Regions from separate parts of the Danio rerio genome. Here all the other regions are linked to region 2. A link is a contact called in public Micro-C data. All regions are on one chromosome and are shown on one strand. The core of a region is the stretch at or near the end of the contact, and the rest is flanking DNA. Distances in the headings are between cores, read along the strand shown. Region 1 overlaps gatad2ab (GATA zinc finger domain containing 2Ab). Region 2 holds the start of tmem161a (transmembrane protein 161A). Region 3 has its middle 13 kb from the start of gatad2ab.

The links. Hi-C and Micro-C count contacts between places; a contact is called where the count stands out from the background.
Region 1: a Micro-C map of caudal fin shows a contact between it and region 2, with 2.5 times the contacts expected there. The contact joins the enhancer-like site here to the promoter of tmem161a in region 2. A contact is called at or near these places in 3 of 18 Hi-C or Micro-C datasets (caudal fin, embryo and hematopoietic stem cells).
Region 3: a contact with region 2 is called in a Micro-C map of caudal fin, with 4 times the contacts expected there. The contact joins the enhancer-like site here to the promoter of tmem161a in region 2. A contact is called at or near these places in 8 of 18 Hi-C or Micro-C datasets (caudal fin, embryo, hematopoietic stem cells and 2 more) and 1 of 4 datasets of contacts at active chromatin or transcription factors (embryo).

The regions. Positions count from the first base shown.
Region 1 is chr22:18,061,077-18,063,776 of GRCz12tu, forward strand. The region is part of intron 2 of gatad2ab (GATA zinc finger domain containing 2Ab); the gene reads left to right. Among named protein-coding and RNA genes, the nearest start is that of tssk6, 19 kb to the right of the region's middle. Within about 2 kb of position 1,310, at least 51 of the 62 cell types and tissues checked have an H3K27ac peak or open chromatin away from gene starts, as enhancers often do. A contact at or near this core is called in caudal fin, where this site is marked.
Region 2 is chr22:17,934,232-17,937,081 of GRCz12tu, forward strand. tmem161a (transmembrane protein 161A) reads right to left here and starts at 1,549. Exons shown (of 12, transcript NM_001044317.1): 1 at 1,491-1,549. The coding sequence starts at 1,493.
Region 3 is chr22:17,999,602-18,002,484 of GRCz12tu, forward strand. No RefSeq gene overlaps it. Among named protein-coding and RNA genes, the nearest start is that of gatad2ab, 13 kb to the right of the region's middle. Within about 2 kb of position 1,345, at least 6 of the 62 cell types and tissues checked have an H3K27ac peak or open chromatin away from gene starts, as enhancers often do.

The DNA of each region.
Region 1 (2,700 bases), core at 60-2,559, 130 kb after region 2:
GTTTGTCAATAGCCTTGCAGGCTGTGCGCCAACATATAGCGTTGTTGCTTTTGGGTGTCTTGGGTTTGAGCCCCAGCTAATGAACCTTTGCTAATCCCATCCCTCGTCCCTGTATCTCCCTTTCCTTGCTGTCTCAGTACTGTCCTATCCCAATATACCTCAAAAAAAATTCTAAATCCTTGAGAAAGCAAACAATGTAAGATTTAATCCCCGTTTCAGAGACAAGCAGACATTCTACAGGTGTAAAACCCTCTATTTGAATAGCAATGACTTGTAGGCCTTAAAGCACTCTTTAGATCTAGGCTAGTGTGTGTCGAAACCAAAGCAACTTGGAACATCACCACTTTGACCAACCTAGCATTGTATGCATGCTACTATTTCACCAGTCTGAATTAAAACATTACAGAGTGATAAAATATGCAAGTAGTAAAAGAACTTTAGTTGTATCTAGGAACGAGAATGACTTGTAATTGTTTATCAGAATGGTTCTTATTCTGAAGGCAAAGCCTGTTTTTTTGACCAAACAAACTGGAGCCAGTCACAAACTGGCCACGTGTTTCTACCGACTTGGGGGACGGTGACATAATCCCGCTACGTGTTGTTTACCTCACTATAACCAGTCTAAAAACAAACATTGTTCATCTCAATGTTTCTCAAAGCACTTTAGAACTTTTGTTGTTGTGCACAGTTACCTGAAAGACTAGCAACTGCTAGTATTCTGATTGGTTCTTTTTGAGGAAATAAATCCCTTGATTTCATTCATCTCTGTCAGTAGCCGAGTCACTCTATTGTACACATTTTTACATGTTTGGACATACTGGGGAATGCAATGCACTTGCCATAGCGTCAGTTTTTCTTTACCCCTACTCCTACTAACCCTAAGCATAACTTGTCTCTTTTTGAGAAGAGCAGAGTTAGTATTAGAGTTTAACAAAACTTTTCTGCTCTGGAATGGTTAGAGACCAGACACTCTAAACCATGAGCATGTCAATATAAATAGTATGTCAGAAACTACTTGAACCAGTATCAGAAAGACTCCAAAACCCCAACCCTTAGACTCAATCACCACATTTTAAGAATCATTTTGTACACACAAGAAGCTGATTTCTCCATTGATCTTAGTAATGTCCTGTTATACAAGCAGCTGAAAGCCTCAATTAGATTTCCCAGCTGCCCCTGCCGACACTCTCCAGTTTGGACCTACCAATGGACGAAGCATGAAAGAGGGTGTCTTTGTTGATATGCGAGCGGCTTGCCTGCCGTGAAAGTTGAGGACGGAGTGCACACAATAGCCTGGCCGCTAGCCATCCCATCCCCCTCCTCCTCCTTGGTCCCTTAGGAGGGGCTGTAGACCCGCTCTGGGTGAAGCACTACTGTCCTTAAGAGTCGTCAACATGACACCACTCTCAGCTTTCGGTGGTTAGAGCTGATTTGCGTTTGGAGCGTGTTATGAGTCTAATCTTTCTTGAAAAATGGTTTGTTTTTGTGTTGAGTGGCATTTTGAAAGTTCTTATGGAGCTTCCTTGAGGAGTGACTCCTTTAAGTGTTTGTTTACAAAATGTGCAAATGGTGGGCGTAGGAGGACCTCTAGTGGACAGTGCAGGAAAGGTAGTTTTGGGGAAGTAGTATACACAGTGTTTTTTTTTTATACTTGAATGAGCAGCGCTTTGAATTTATACCCTTTTTTTACATGTTCAATTATAATCATCGCTTTTAAATCAGCTTTTTGTGTCTACTGTTTGTCCCGCACCGTTAGGTTGTTTAAAAAAATATCAGTAGTAATAAATGGTCACGCCATTCACGAGGTTGGTTTCCCTCAAGGTTTTTTTCCTTTACATCCATCATTTGGTAAAGTTTGTTCCTCACCATTGGCTTGCTTTGTTTGATACTTGTTAAGCTGCACATTGGTGGATTTGCTCTTCAGTGTTTGAATATCCTGCAGTGAAATATAAACCACACTGAACTGAACTAAACTTAACTTCAACTCTGAAAACTGGAATGACACATTGTCAATTTACTAGAACATTTATGTTAAGCTGCTTTGACACAATCTACATTGTAAAAGCGCTATAGAAATAAACATGAATTGAATAAAATAAATAGAGAATGTAATAATAATAATAATAATAATAATAATAATAATAATAATTAGAAGCCTCTGGTACTTAAAAATAACTTAAATGAAGTTATAAGTGATCAGTTAATAATAAATATATATGTTATAATTTAATAAGTTGTCTAATAAATTATATTATTACTGAAGAAAATGAATTGAAATAAACAAGGACAATCTTAACGTTCAATTAATTTATTTCTCTATAGGTTGTTTTCAATCATGTGGTTCTAGTGACGTGTGAAATTCAGATGGAGGGCAGGAAGTAAAAAAACTGAATGGGAGACATAGAGGAAAGTCTGTAATTTTGCGATTTATAGCATATTTCAAAGGAGATATAAATAGAAAACAAGCACATATGTTTGGCATGATGCTTATATCAAGAAGAGAACCGAGTTTTCTACTAAACTAAAAAATATTTGCATCCAGGCGGAATATACTGTATAAGCTATTACGCTACATGAAAAATACTATAGGAAATACTATAGTGTTTGGTAGCATATAATTACTTTAATTAAACTGTCGTAGTAATTATATTGTTGCTGTGGTACGCCAAAACTGTAGTAATAAACGCAATTATTCAGTAG
Region 2 (2,850 bases), core at 299-2,798:
ACCCAGTATTGGGAAACACTCTTAAATTTACACATTACGGCCAATTTAGTTCACTGCCAGCAAGTCACCCCGTTTGTCCATGTGCAGTAAAGTAAAAAGGAACCAAAGTAGTATTTACTTCAATCAGTGATTATCTATGGTGCAAGGTGTTTTGTAGAGTTCCAAAGTTAAAGTGTGGGTTTATTTTTTGTTTAAGCACTTAGGTGATGCGATCTGAAGTAAATTATCTAAATCAGGGGTTTCCAAACTGGTCGTTGTCCTGCATATTTTAGTTACAACCCCAATTAAACACACCTTAACTAGCTTTTGGGTATACTAGAAACTTCCAGGGAGGCGTGTTGAAAGAAGTTGTAGCTTAACTATGCAGGACACTGGCCCTCCAGGACCGAGTTTGGACCCCCCTGATCTAAATCATGCTGGTAACGGTGGGACTACTTCTAGGCGGACGTACACGTGCGTATATATGTGTGTATATAATGTAAACAATGTTTTCCTTTATGCTTGCGCGTCTCATGTGAACTACCGCGTTTTTCTGCTTACCTGACAGGAGTTGAAGATTGAATGTAGTTTGAAACGACAAGGTTAGTTAGTCATTTCATTACACTAGAGTGGTATTTAACATATATTAGCTTTAAGTCTAGCGGTTATGCTTTAAAAATATGTTAAAACACTCAAATTATTTAAGTAAGTTAACGGTACAAAATTTATTTTGTAATAACAAAGTAATCTCACGGGAGCCCAAAATGTTCTAAACAAAAATATTTTTATTTATTGTATTATAATTTGTTTACAACACTTCGCTAACGTTACTAAACTGGCCGTGGGATTTAGGTAAAGTTGGTTCTACATTCAGACATTCTCTTTAATAATATAATTTCTGAAAAGTAATACTTTCTAAATAGTGAAGTCATAGTAGCACTAAATTACTATCAAAGTACAACATTGTTTACAGTCAAATAAATAGTGCTAATGTTGTTTTCAAGTTATACTTGCATGCTAATTCAGACTGAATATTCAAATTAAGTTAGAGTGGTTAACAATATATGGACCGTGAAATAAACAAAAATACGAATATAAAACCAACTTTACCTCAGTGGCCGTGGGCCTGTGCCAGTCACTCAAGATGAGCACTAGAGTCATGCTGTCAAAAGTGAGCAGGTGGTGGCATTGCAAACCCCCAAGACATAGGAAGGCATGGGTAGTTAGCTAACATGCTATTGCTAACTACCCAATATAACAAAAATATATATATTAATGATCTCTAAAGGATAAAAGCGTTGCAGTAGCATTGCATTGGTGCAAAGAACGTTAAGACAAGAGTTGTGAGACTAAAATACTTCTAACCAGTCTAACATAAAGCAGTCTGCAAGCTATCATTGTGCTAACATGATTTCAAAACAGAAGATGCAAACAACAATTATCGAGATCTGTCATTTAAGAGAGTAAATCCACCAAGTCAATTACACGGCATAATAAGTGAATATACAAACCATCTTCGATTGATGAGTTTAATGAATGAGTTTATGTCCCATGTAGAAGCTCTCGTGGTGACACTTGAGTGTTCGAACAGCTGAAGGAGTATTTTGATGACGTATGCAACAGTCGCTCGCTCTGATTGGACCATGTCGAAGCCGCATGAGAGCTGTAGTTCTATTGGTCAAACTGTAACGCATGTACTGTTTGATTGGTCCTCATGGTAAAACTGTAAATGTCTTTACTTTTCTTCAAGGACAGAAATAAAACTGGGAGGGTCAAGATGTACAACGACAAATGAAGAGGTGTTGTAGAAACAAACCTGCAAAATGCCTAGTGCCTTTTTGTATACAGTTTACATCATCTACCTTTCAGTTTTTTTTTGTTAATGACACTGTTGGGAAATAATTCTCAATTAAACTACTTCAATTTATTTTTAGTTATGCATTTGTTGGTGTTTTATGGGCTTTTTTTTTAGATTTCTGCAGTCCCATTTGTCTACCAGAAACTTTGCTTTTGAGGAAACCCAAAGAAATCTAACCTTTAAAACGTTTCTCAGAACAAAAGGATATGTACAGAAGCCATCACTGTGGCAGTACCCTTTACAAAAGTAGGCCTAGCCTACAAAATTTAGAAAATGACCAATTTGACAGCTTTTTTATTTTTAGAGAGAACGGCAATATTTAAGGTTTTTGTGTTTATAACAAGACCATACTTGTTTTTATGTTAGCTGCTGCTTTTACGACTGTAAAAAAGACTGATATCTGAATAACTTAACCTACTCTTGTGGTACTGAATTCTGTCTTCTGCTATTTTTCCCCCATCAAAATGGAACATACTGATAAAAGTACCGGAAAATGCAGTATAAACATATCTTACCTATTCAGATCTAGTCCAAATATGTGTGTGTGTGTGTGTGTGTGTGTGCGCGCACATTTTTGCTTGCTCAGTGTTATACTGCATAGATTCTTTATGTGGAATGATTTGCATTTTGGGAATTTGGTTCAAGTTTTTTACAGTAGAAAGTCTTTAGGGCTGCATTCACCAAAAACATTGTAAAACTACATTTAGGCTATAGAAAACTTTGGCACCTTTGTTCTACTTTCACTCTAAAAAAATAAAGGTATCAGGAAGAAACTAACAGGGTTTTCACCGTGATCCCACTGGGTTCCCTTTTTTGGTTCTCCAAAGAACCTTTTATTCATTCATTCATTCATTCATTTTCTGTTCAGCTTAGCCCTTTTATTTATCTGGCATCACCACACTGAAATGAACTGCCAACTTATCCAGAACATGTTTTACGCTGCGGATGCTCCTCCCAGCTGCAACCCATCACTGGGAAACATTCATACACACTCATTCACACACATACACTAT
Region 3 (2,883 bases), core at 95-2,594, 65 kb after region 2:
TGGTTTGTAACAGTCGGTTTCCTCAAATGGTTTGTTACCTTAACTTTTTGAGTTTTACAGTGTAAGATAATAAATTAAGGATGTTGCATACATAAAATGGTCAGAAACAGCTTTACAAAAAGAAAATAAATAAAAAAGATTAAAAAATGGTAAGAAAAATGACTAATGATGCAATTTGGAAACATTGCTCATGCGTTGTAGCTCTGCTGATGAATAACCCGGGCGCATAACCCAGATGCATCTTCCTGTGCTTGTAAACTTGTAAACAAACACTTGCGATTAACAAGTACCGAACGAGTCGTGAAATTTGATTAACGGCCAATACCGATCTCCGGCCAATCGATCGGAGCTTCACTAGTTATCATAATTTTTTTATCCAAGGTAATACATTAGCTGCACTGTAAAAATAAATCTGGGGTGCCGGACAAAACGTAATATAAAGGCCGTTAAATTACAAGAATTTACCGTTAAGTAACAGGCGTTAAATTACAGACATTTATCATTATTCTACGGTAAAATTCTGTAATTTAATGGTCGTTATTTTACAGGGTTTTTTCGCCACCCCAGCTGCAGAAAAAAAAAACGTAAAATCACGGATTTTTTTTTACAGTGCAGCTAATGTAATATCTTCAATTTAAAATGTATGATAACTATAGATGCTACGATCAATCTGCTAAAGATCGGTATCGGCCATGAATCACATTTCACGACTCAATCAGCACTCATTGATCTAGCATATCTTACGAACCGAATGGTAAATTTCTGTAATTTAACTCCCATTATTTTAGGTCATTTTAAAAATGCTGATTTTTTTACAGTTTGCTAAATTAATATTATATTATAAAATTGTGTCATGTAATTTGTAATCAGTTACTGATTACAATTCACAAGTAATCTACCCACCTCTGATCCCAGTGAACAACCATCCCATTTTCACAGGAAAACATAACTCATTTTTGTGTTGGTTAATTCGGACATTACATTTGAATGAAAATGTACGATTTTAAAAAGGAGACGTGCCTCCAATCCACACCCTTGAGCCTACACTTCATTAGGGGATGAGCAAGTCATACTAACATGTACAAATTGATACGAATTAGCTATTAAATCAAGAAGTTATGAATGATATTGCATCAGAAGAACTCTTGTATAGTTTTTTAACAGTGTCGCAAACAGTGACTTTTGCTAGGCCAGAAAGTGTTCATTACCTTGAGAAGGAATCCACTAAACACGCACACACACACACACACACGCACGCACATCAGGCTTCTCTGGTGGCAGCCCTGCTTCCCATTGTTTTCCTTTAACTGTCAGCTCAAGCTCTGCTCCAATGCGCTCCAGTGCACCTACTGAAATCTGCCCAGCCACACTGACCCGGGATCAGGGCCAAGGCACCTCAGCCACCAGGAGGCCAGACATGGGCCTGAAAGAAAGCGAGAAGCAGAGATTATCCTATTCTGGGCCGGTCCGGCAGAGGGTACGGCGGTATTGACCACCCATGGAGCATCCATTGAGCCATGAGATGGTCTGATATACATGCTTACTGAGCATGGCAGATTCCCTTACTCTCGACGGGATAAACCCACGCAGAACAAGCCTCTTTCCGAGAGATTAGGGTGGCAGCTCTTGTCCCCTTATTCGCCCCCCCTCTTTTCTTGGACCATCCTCTGCCCAGAGACAGGGCTCAGAGTCTGCCGGAGGTGAAGCAGATTTTGGTGGTCTGCCAAGATGTTCATTGTCTTTGTCGTAAGAGGTGAGGAGAGGGAATTTGGCCGTCAGGTTTAGCATCCTCTGCCTGTCGTATTAGCTTTCTGGTAACATCAGATGAGAGAACAGAACAGTGTTTAGCCAGCTTTATGAAATCTGAATGCAAATACAAACACATGACAGATTTGTGTGATTCATCACATCGCAGAAAGCAAATATTTACGGTTACAGATACAAATGTAGCGTCTTTTTCAATTATATGACGTATTTTTATATTGAATCATGATTTTAGTTGTCAAAAATTGCGGTTCGTGGTTATGAACACTCAACAAACGTACATATTATATATAATATATTAACAAAAATGCATTTGTTTCCAGTAAGATTTTAAAATACAGGAGGAGTTGTCTATAGATGACTGGAGATGTTTAGTCATTAAAATTATTTGTGATTATATAGTATAAAATTACTGTTTAATATCACTTCTTAATAATAATAATAATCGATAATTTTTATTTTAAAATATATTTGTTGTTTCATTTATATCCATTATAAAATAAATACTGTCGATATTTTAAATATTTAATTTCACTCAAAAGAGAAATTTTTTTGCTTGTTCAAACTACTTATGCAAAATTAGCTGAAACAACATAATTCTTGAGGCTTCATTGGGACAACTTAATTTTTTATGTTCAATACACACACACATTCATTCATTCATTTTCTTTTCGGCTTAGTCCCTTTATTAATCAGGGATCACCACAGCGGAATGAATCGTCAACTTATCTAGCATATGTTTTTCGATGTACATGCCCTTTCAGCTGCAACCCATCACTGGGAAACATGCATATACTTTCATTTACAGTCATACACTATGGTCAATTTTATCTGCCCCTTATTGAAATTATTTGTGATTATATAGTTTAAAATTACAATTTAATGTAATTTAATAATAGTAATTATAATAATAGTAATAGATTTATTTTGTATGTATTTGTTGTTTCATTCATGTCCATTATAAAATAAATACTGTTGATAGTCAAAATATTTATTTTGGATTGCTCATCCTTGTAATAAGGCATCACAAGATCAAAAAAGCAAACAAAAAGGAAACAAAAACACTTTACCTTGAAGCGGCCTTTTTATTTTTACACGTTTTTTTCCTGATTTTTTACT